2 separate regions of the Sus scrofa genome follow, and region 2 is linked to region 1. A link is a contact called in public HiChIP or PLAC-seq data. All regions are on one chromosome and are shown on one strand. The core of a region is the stretch at or near the end of the contact, and the rest is flanking DNA. Distances in the headings are between cores, read along the strand shown.

Region 1 (3,626 bases), core at 732-3,231:
TGATCCCTGCCTCAGGAACTTCCACATGCATGCGTGCAGCCAAAAAATAAAAACTATTTTTATAGGTGCTTAGAATCTAAAATACAAGTCCTTTTTCCATACATATGAATTGATGCAGATTTCATAATATTCCTTTGTATGAAAAGAGGGCTTTAAAACATTACCCTGCCAAGGAAGCAAAAATTGTTGTAATTTAGTTTTAATATTTCTTTCATATTTTGAATTCTTAGAAATTTAGCTACTGTTGATGAGTTGATGAGACTATGTCAGATGCCAGAAATTATTTGTTCAGTATTTTAAATCTATTAACTCCAAATGTCTATCTACATAAGAAGTCAAATAAAAGTTCCTCATTTTAATCTTTGCTTCTTCTCAATTTTAATCTTTCTTTCTTTTGAATATAATAATGTATGCTATGAATAATTCTATTTGTATTGACTGAGGGAGGAAATTTGGGGTGGGAGGAAAAAAAATATTACCGAACATACAACTGATGTGAACACTTGCCCTTGTGCGAAAATCTTGAGATTTTCACTTTTATTAAAATCTTCATTTGTCTCCTAAAGGAGTGGGTTTGTTTCAAAACAAAATTATTCCTTTTGATGTTGCTTTCCCTCTTTTGAAATCACGACCCAGTTTTACATTGTTCTGCTTGGTTAATCTCTGCTTCCTCTAGACACCTAGTTTATATCAGAAGTAAAGGGAGCTGCTCTGCAAGGGTGTTCCTCTCGGGAAATAAATGGAATAGCTCACATACGCTGTAATTTGAATCTTCTTCAAGAAAAACGTTCTGCAGCTCTTCAGTCCTCCAAGAGGATCAGGAGAGCACAGCAATGTAGATTTGGTATAACCTTCCCCGTTTTGGAAGATAGTTAACAAAATTCAATCTTTCAAACATCTACTGCCTGCTCTGCATGATGCAAAGATTTGACATATGTTTCCTGCAGTCCCCAAGGACATTTACAAATAACTAATGTGCAGCAGGAAATTACAAGTATCCTAAGAACTATGAGTTTAGGAGAGATTATATTCAGCTACAATTGGAGCTGAGAAGGGAGTGCAGACAGCTTCATAAAGGATACGCAAAGATCAGACAGGGCAGGGACTCTTGGAAAAGGGAAAATAAGGATAGAAAAACCCTAAGCCTCAGAACAAGCTTCAACTTCTTCAGAGCACAGAGCACATGGAAAAGGAACTTTAACATTAGCTACAGTCGAAATATTTTTACTATAGCATAGTAATTAATAATCAAATTAAATCTAATACACCAGTATTCTACCTCTGAAGCAAACCATTCAGTCTAACCACAAGAAATTTCTGTACAAGGAAAATTTACAAGGTGAAGCGAAACTACTAAGGTGCACTGGGAAAAAACACATGCCCGCACGCACCATACAGAAGAAAACCTTTTTTGTTTGTCTCTTAATTATAGTGAAGTGTAGGCAAAATGTTAATTTAAACTACAGCTTCATCAGTTTACTACTATTGCAGATTCCCTTTAGGCTGTCAGTATAATGCTACAGGGTAATTCTCTGGCATTTTCTTCTAAAGCCACAAATGAGATGGTTATGTGACCAGCTGCAGCTCCCTTCCTGCATTTCAGAAGCTCTGGGTGTCCACACAGACAGCTCTGTATAACTTCACACAAAAGACTGGCAATTATCCAAGAAGCCCCTGCCATGGCGTATATTCCCCAAGGTTCAAGATTTGCCATTTAATTCCAATTCACCCATGAAACAACTTGTACTTTAACACACTATACCAATATAAAACAAATTAAATTCTAATGCTAATTAATAAAGGTATTCCTCCAAAATGCAATTACAAAGTAATTAAAGTATATAATCTATATTTTTAAAGAGACCTACAAATATAATTCCATTCCATTAAGAAAATTGCAACATAATCCCTTAACTCTCCTCAAAGAGTTACTATTTCCTCATAATCTTACCAACAGCAAAAAAACCCCACTGCCACAGGATTTAGTTGTATTGCCAAACTTCCCCATTATGTATTTCACGCACATTGCTAACTGAAAATCAAGAAGCATGTTTTAAACATCTGGTACGTACACGTTGACATGACCTATAATGACTGTTATGAGACAGATACCTCAAGAATGATCTTAATTTCTGCTGTCTAAAGAGAAATACTTACAATCTTATAGAAACACGTGATTCTGTCAATTAGGTAGCTATGTCATTCTAGTATATAAGTGTCCTGAGGGAAAGGGGGAAAAACTAAAGCAAACACTTTAACAGCTTGGCTAACACAGCTTTTGTAGGAAGGAGTAATTTATAAGAGCAAATAGCAATAAACTGAACACTAAGTCTTGTATAAAAATCCTGGGGAGGAGTTCCCGTCGTGGCGCAGTGGTTAACGAATCCGACTATGAACCATGAGGTCGCGGGTTGGTCCCTGCCCTTGCTCAGTGGGTTAACGATCTGGCGTTGCCGTGAGCTGTGGTGTAGGTTGCAGACTCGGCTCGGATCCCGCGTTGCTGTGGCTCTGGCGTAGGCCGGTAGCTACAGCTCCAATTCAACCCCTAGCCTGGGAACCTCCATATGCCGCGGAAGCGGCCCAAGAGATAGCAATAACAACAACAACAAACAACAACAACAAAAAACAGACAAAAAAAAAAAAAAATCCTGGGGAGATTTTCACTTTTACTGACATCTTCATCTACCTCTAGGTTGTCTCTTCCACATCTGGACATCTTCTACACAAAGGATCACTGACATAGTAGTGATCTGGATGACTAAACCTTACAATGTTTTATTCAACAACCACAATGTAATGGTGTCAACCTGTAAAAGTGTAAACTTGGGAAGCCACTGACTTTTTCCCTTCCTTTTGATGAACACCTTTCTATAATACAATCATCAACTAAGGACGATGTAGAAAGGATTAGCACACAATTTCAGCAGAAAGCATTAATCGAAAGGGATAGCTGGATTTTAAATCCCCACCCTTGCTCAGTACTACCTTGACATTCAGGGGCTATATGCTTCCCCGCCAAAAAAGGGGGGATCTTTTCAATGTCTTGGGTTGTTTTTTTTTTTCCTCTCAATTTCAAAAACCTTCTGAATTCAGTACAATGACTAAAACAATAAAGACTTATCCCTAATTTACTGGTCAAGGAAAGCAATTTACTTCATAATAAAGTTAAAACTATAAAATAAACTTTTTGAGCATATCAAATGAATACAGATTTATTGAATATCAACTGTAACCTTATTAATACTAAATAACCTGATCTACTAAGAAAAATACTTCATTGTTATTTATGATACAAATATGAGTATTATATTACCAAGAGAGAACAGGGTCTCCAGTATCCTTTTAAAGAATGTGATATTTTTAAAAAAATTAGCCTAAAAGGCTACATACAAAATTCCTGACATTTATCTACAGAAGAGGATAGTGGAACTGTGCTGAAACAGGGTAGACTGCCAAAATAATTTTTTAAACAGAGAAGTTAACATTTTAAGATTATATAACAAAATGTTAACGGGACAGTAGGAACATGTGTTTTTATTGGGGAGGGGGACACTTGAGTTTTTATCATATTATTCTTCAATTAAAAAGAAAGCAAGAAAAGAAAAAGAACTGTAATGAACAACAAC
Region 2 (3,626 bases), core at 733-3,232, 35 kb after region 1:
ACTTTGATTTTTTTTTTCACATCTCTTTTGGGGGGAAAAAAAAGTTACACTTATAGCACCACAGCTATAACTACAATTATAGCTAATGCACTACCAAGCAATTTGTAAAGCAATTTGATACACCTTATTTGTTGTTTCATACTCAACATTCACTGTAAAAGAAACATTCTTAGGTAAGTTTCTGCACCCTCATAAAAGAACTGCAACACTGCACTGTAAAACAAATTAACCAGTTAATAATCTTTATAGGCTTCATGCAGAAAAAGATACTGACTTTACAAAGCCAAGCCAAGCATCCAACCTCTGAGAGCTCAAGGAAACCGCAGTTATTTCTATTCCTTATCCTAGAATGAATTTTTCTTTGCGGCATTACCTGAGTTTTTCTCCAAGGAAATATTCACCCTTTAAAAAGTAACCTGTCAAAAGTGTTAGTGCATTCTCTAAACTATCTTCCCAGCTCCGGCACACAAGGAGAAATGTCACACAGCTAAATCGTACGTAGCATTGCTATTTTCTTCCCTTTATTTATTCAAACGAATTTAAGATTTTTGAAATGCACAATTCAAATTTTACACTACAACCCAAGCTATCATTGATCCTCTCAAAGCTAATAAACAAAGACTATCAGCAGCACCAGGGCCCTACCAGGAAGTAATCAAAGCAGTGTGGCCGGTGCGATCCTAAGTCTCTAGAGCAGACAATAAGGGGGTACTGGGGCTTCGAAGGGGCCTGGCAGAAGGAGTTAAGAAGCTTAAGCAATGCAAAAGCATTACATAAACCTAATAACTGTCCTACAGCACAAAAACTCGGAAATCCCAAGGCAATTTCGGACAATCCGAAAGATATGAAAGACAACTCGAGCTACCCCTCCAAAGCAGCTGCTCGATTAGCCTTCTCAGCTTTTTAACCAGCAGCCTGTTTTCAAACTTCACCCTTTCTGGCTGATGAAAGACTCCGACCTTCGCCGCCTGAGTACTCAGCACCTCTCCGGGTCCCGGTTCCCGCCGGTCGGCGTGGGTCGGGTCGCGGGTGCATGGGGGGCCCAGGCAGGTAGCGAAGGGCCCCAGAGCGCGCCCCGCAGCCTGGACAAAGCTGCGCCCCGAGAGCAACGCTTTTGCCGTCCCGTCAAGGAGGGGACGAAACTCGGGCCCCGCCACACGTGCGGCCGCCTTGTGGGGGCCGGACACCCGCCCCCGCCGCCCCCGACCCGGGGACACGGGCCAGCGCAGCCCCCGATCACAGCAGGGCTGCGCGGGGGCGCGAGCCGCTGACCAAGGTCCCCGCTCGCTGCCGCCCCCACGCGCTCGTGGGCCCCGCGGGCTCCCGCCCCTCACGGGCCTCTCCTTTGCCGGCCGGACCGTCGGGCCCCGGGAAACAAAGGAGCTGCCGCCGCCGCTCCGCCTGCCGCCGCACCACCCGCCTCGCCGCGTACCCCTCCCCAGCCGCCGAGCCCCGCTCGCCCTCACCCCTTCCCAAGTCCGCGCGCCGGCCGCCAGCGGCCCCTAGACGGCAGGCCCCACAGAGCCGGGGCCTCGGGTGCGCTTCAGGGCCGCCTGGGGCCGCACTCACCGCTGCAGCACCAGGACGACGGGGAGCCGTTGGGGAACTTGGCTGAGTCCGGAGCGATGCAGACGCTGGAGCTGAGGTGCGGACACTCCATGGCCACCCGGAGAGCGGCGAGAAGGACGGAGGCTCCGGGACCCGGCGAGGTGGGGGGCGGAGGGACTAAGAAGGATCCGTCTGGGGTCGCTCCTCGCCGGGCGCTCGGCAGACGGCAGCTGAGTCCCGAGCCCTTGCGTCAAAGAAAGCAAAAGCTTCCGGGAGCCGGGTTTTCCCGCCCGCCGTCTCCTGAGGCCCGGCTCCGGAAAACGTGGTACTCCGGAATCCGGGTTCTGCCGCCACCCCTAGGCTGGGGGCTTCCGTCTTCCCAGGCTGGCCCCGCCCTGCCCCGGGCAGGCCCCGCCTCCAAGCCCAGCCCCGCCCCCGTCCTCTCCCGCGGGGTGGGGGTCCCCGCGCTCGCAGGCGGGTCGCCCAGGGTCTGGCTGCACTCGGAAGTGACTTTCCCAACTCTGTTGGCCGGGACTGCCGCGGCTTCCCCGCCCCTGGAAGGGTGGGGCGCTAAACCAGGGCACACAGGGCCAGTCCGCCGCTTTTACCGCGGCCGGGCGAGCGCTCACAAAGAGTGCTTCTGCGTTGTGTGTGGTGGACTGGCTACAGCGCGGTAGAAAATCTGACCACACAAAAAAAATGTGAAGAAAATAAAAACCACCTGGGCAGACAGGCTCTGTGGCCCCATTTTTACACAGGAAGACACAAGCTTAGATTAAGGGCCTAGACCCACCGGGGTGCATAGGTCCCAGAGCAGTGCTAGTTTAGTGTTCTGCTCCCTTCGGCAGGTGCGATAGTGATCGAGTTCCAGTTTTTGAACACGTGACCTTAGCCAGCCACCTGGGTGCTGAGTGGCTGGTCCCGCGTGGGCACTCATGAACCTGTGTTCAACCCCTGTCACAGTGACTCACCATCTCCGTTACTTTGAGCAGACGATCGGACATTCATACCTCACCCTCAGTGTAAATTTAAGTGAGATAGTTTTAACCTGCGTTTGCTGAGAGCGCGGTCACTGTTACCAGGTGACGAAAAGAGAAGGGACCTAACAATTGTTAAACACCCACTGCTGCCTCCTAACCAGGCACTTTACAAATAATACCTCATTTAAACCTCGCACCATCACGCCAGCAGCTGTTACCATCCCCCTTTTTACCGTTAATCCGTACTAGGATTGGCTCCCAGGCACTCTGATCTCTTTGTGGAAAAAGGATAGGGCCAGCCTCTGGGGCAGGGGTTACGCCCTAGCGAGGCTGCGATCTTTGTGGGGGCACTGCCTTGGGGATGTCTGGGGCTATTACAAACATTGCCTCAAAGTTGGGGCTCCTTGTAAAACCCGGCGAAGGAGCAACAGGGCCAGGAGGCAGGGAGGGGGAGGGGAAGGCTGATGTGGCAATCCCTCGGGCCGGGTGAGAGGAGGAAGGAAGGTCAGGAAATGATTAACCGGGCCAGGCCGGGTAGTGGTTAGAGCAGAGCACCTCCCCACAGGGCAGTCCTGCAACAGTCCAGGAGTGCCCTCTCAGTCACTTCCCACGCTTCGCCATCCCCCACACTACCCGCCACCACTTGGTTTCTGCCGCGCACTCCTCTGCCTAACGGTGTCCATTCACCTGCGGCATCTCTGTTGACCCTTCCTTACTCTCCCCCCATTCTTTCCCCCCCAGTATTTCCCATTCCTCGGTCAACACTCTTTGGTTGCCTCCCAAGTTTTGACTGCTGTTAGAGCAAGCCATCTTGAGGTTTTATGGCAGTGCCGAATTGTGGAAAGTGCGGCTGCTCAAATCCTAGCTCTGCTGCCTACTTGAGGACCAACTTTAGCCAGTGTTTCTAGTCTTTCCAAGCCCTTTATGTCTATAAAACTGAGAAAACAATGCTTATCTCCAAAGGAAGACGTGAGAATTCACAAGACTTGCCACCCCCAGTAGGAAGTCAATAATTTATAGCCCCCCTTTTTTTTAATGACAGCAAGTGAGAATAATTCCTAGGAAGGGGGAGTATAAACAATAGATGTGCCCTCTGCT

The links. HiChIP or PLAC-seq counts read pairs in DNA pulled down with a chosen protein or histone mark.
Region 2: a contact with region 1 is called in an H3K27ac HiChIP or PLAC-seq map of alveolar macrophages. The contact joins the promoter of USP3 here to the enhancer-like site in region 1. A contact is called at or near these places in 6 of 47 Hi-C or Micro-C datasets (alveolar macrophages, blood, embryonic fibroblasts and 3 more) and 1 of 2 datasets of contacts at active chromatin or transcription factors (alveolar macrophages).

The regions. Positions count from the first base shown.
Region 1 is chr1:108,478,715-108,482,340 of Sscrofa11.1, forward strand. All of the region lies in intron 4 of USP3 (ubiquitin carboxyl-terminal hydrolase 3), which reads right to left. Among named protein-coding and RNA genes, the nearest start is that of USP3, 35 kb to the right of the region's middle. Within about 2 kb of position 1,982, at least 3 of the 83 cell types and tissues checked have an H3K27ac peak or open chromatin away from gene starts, as enhancers often do. A contact at or near this core is called in alveolar macrophages, where this site is marked.
Region 2 is chr1:108,513,629-108,517,254 of Sscrofa11.1, forward strand. USP3 (ubiquitin carboxyl-terminal hydrolase 3) reads right to left here and starts at 1,983. Exons shown (of 16, transcript XM_021094102.1): 1 at 1,570-1,983.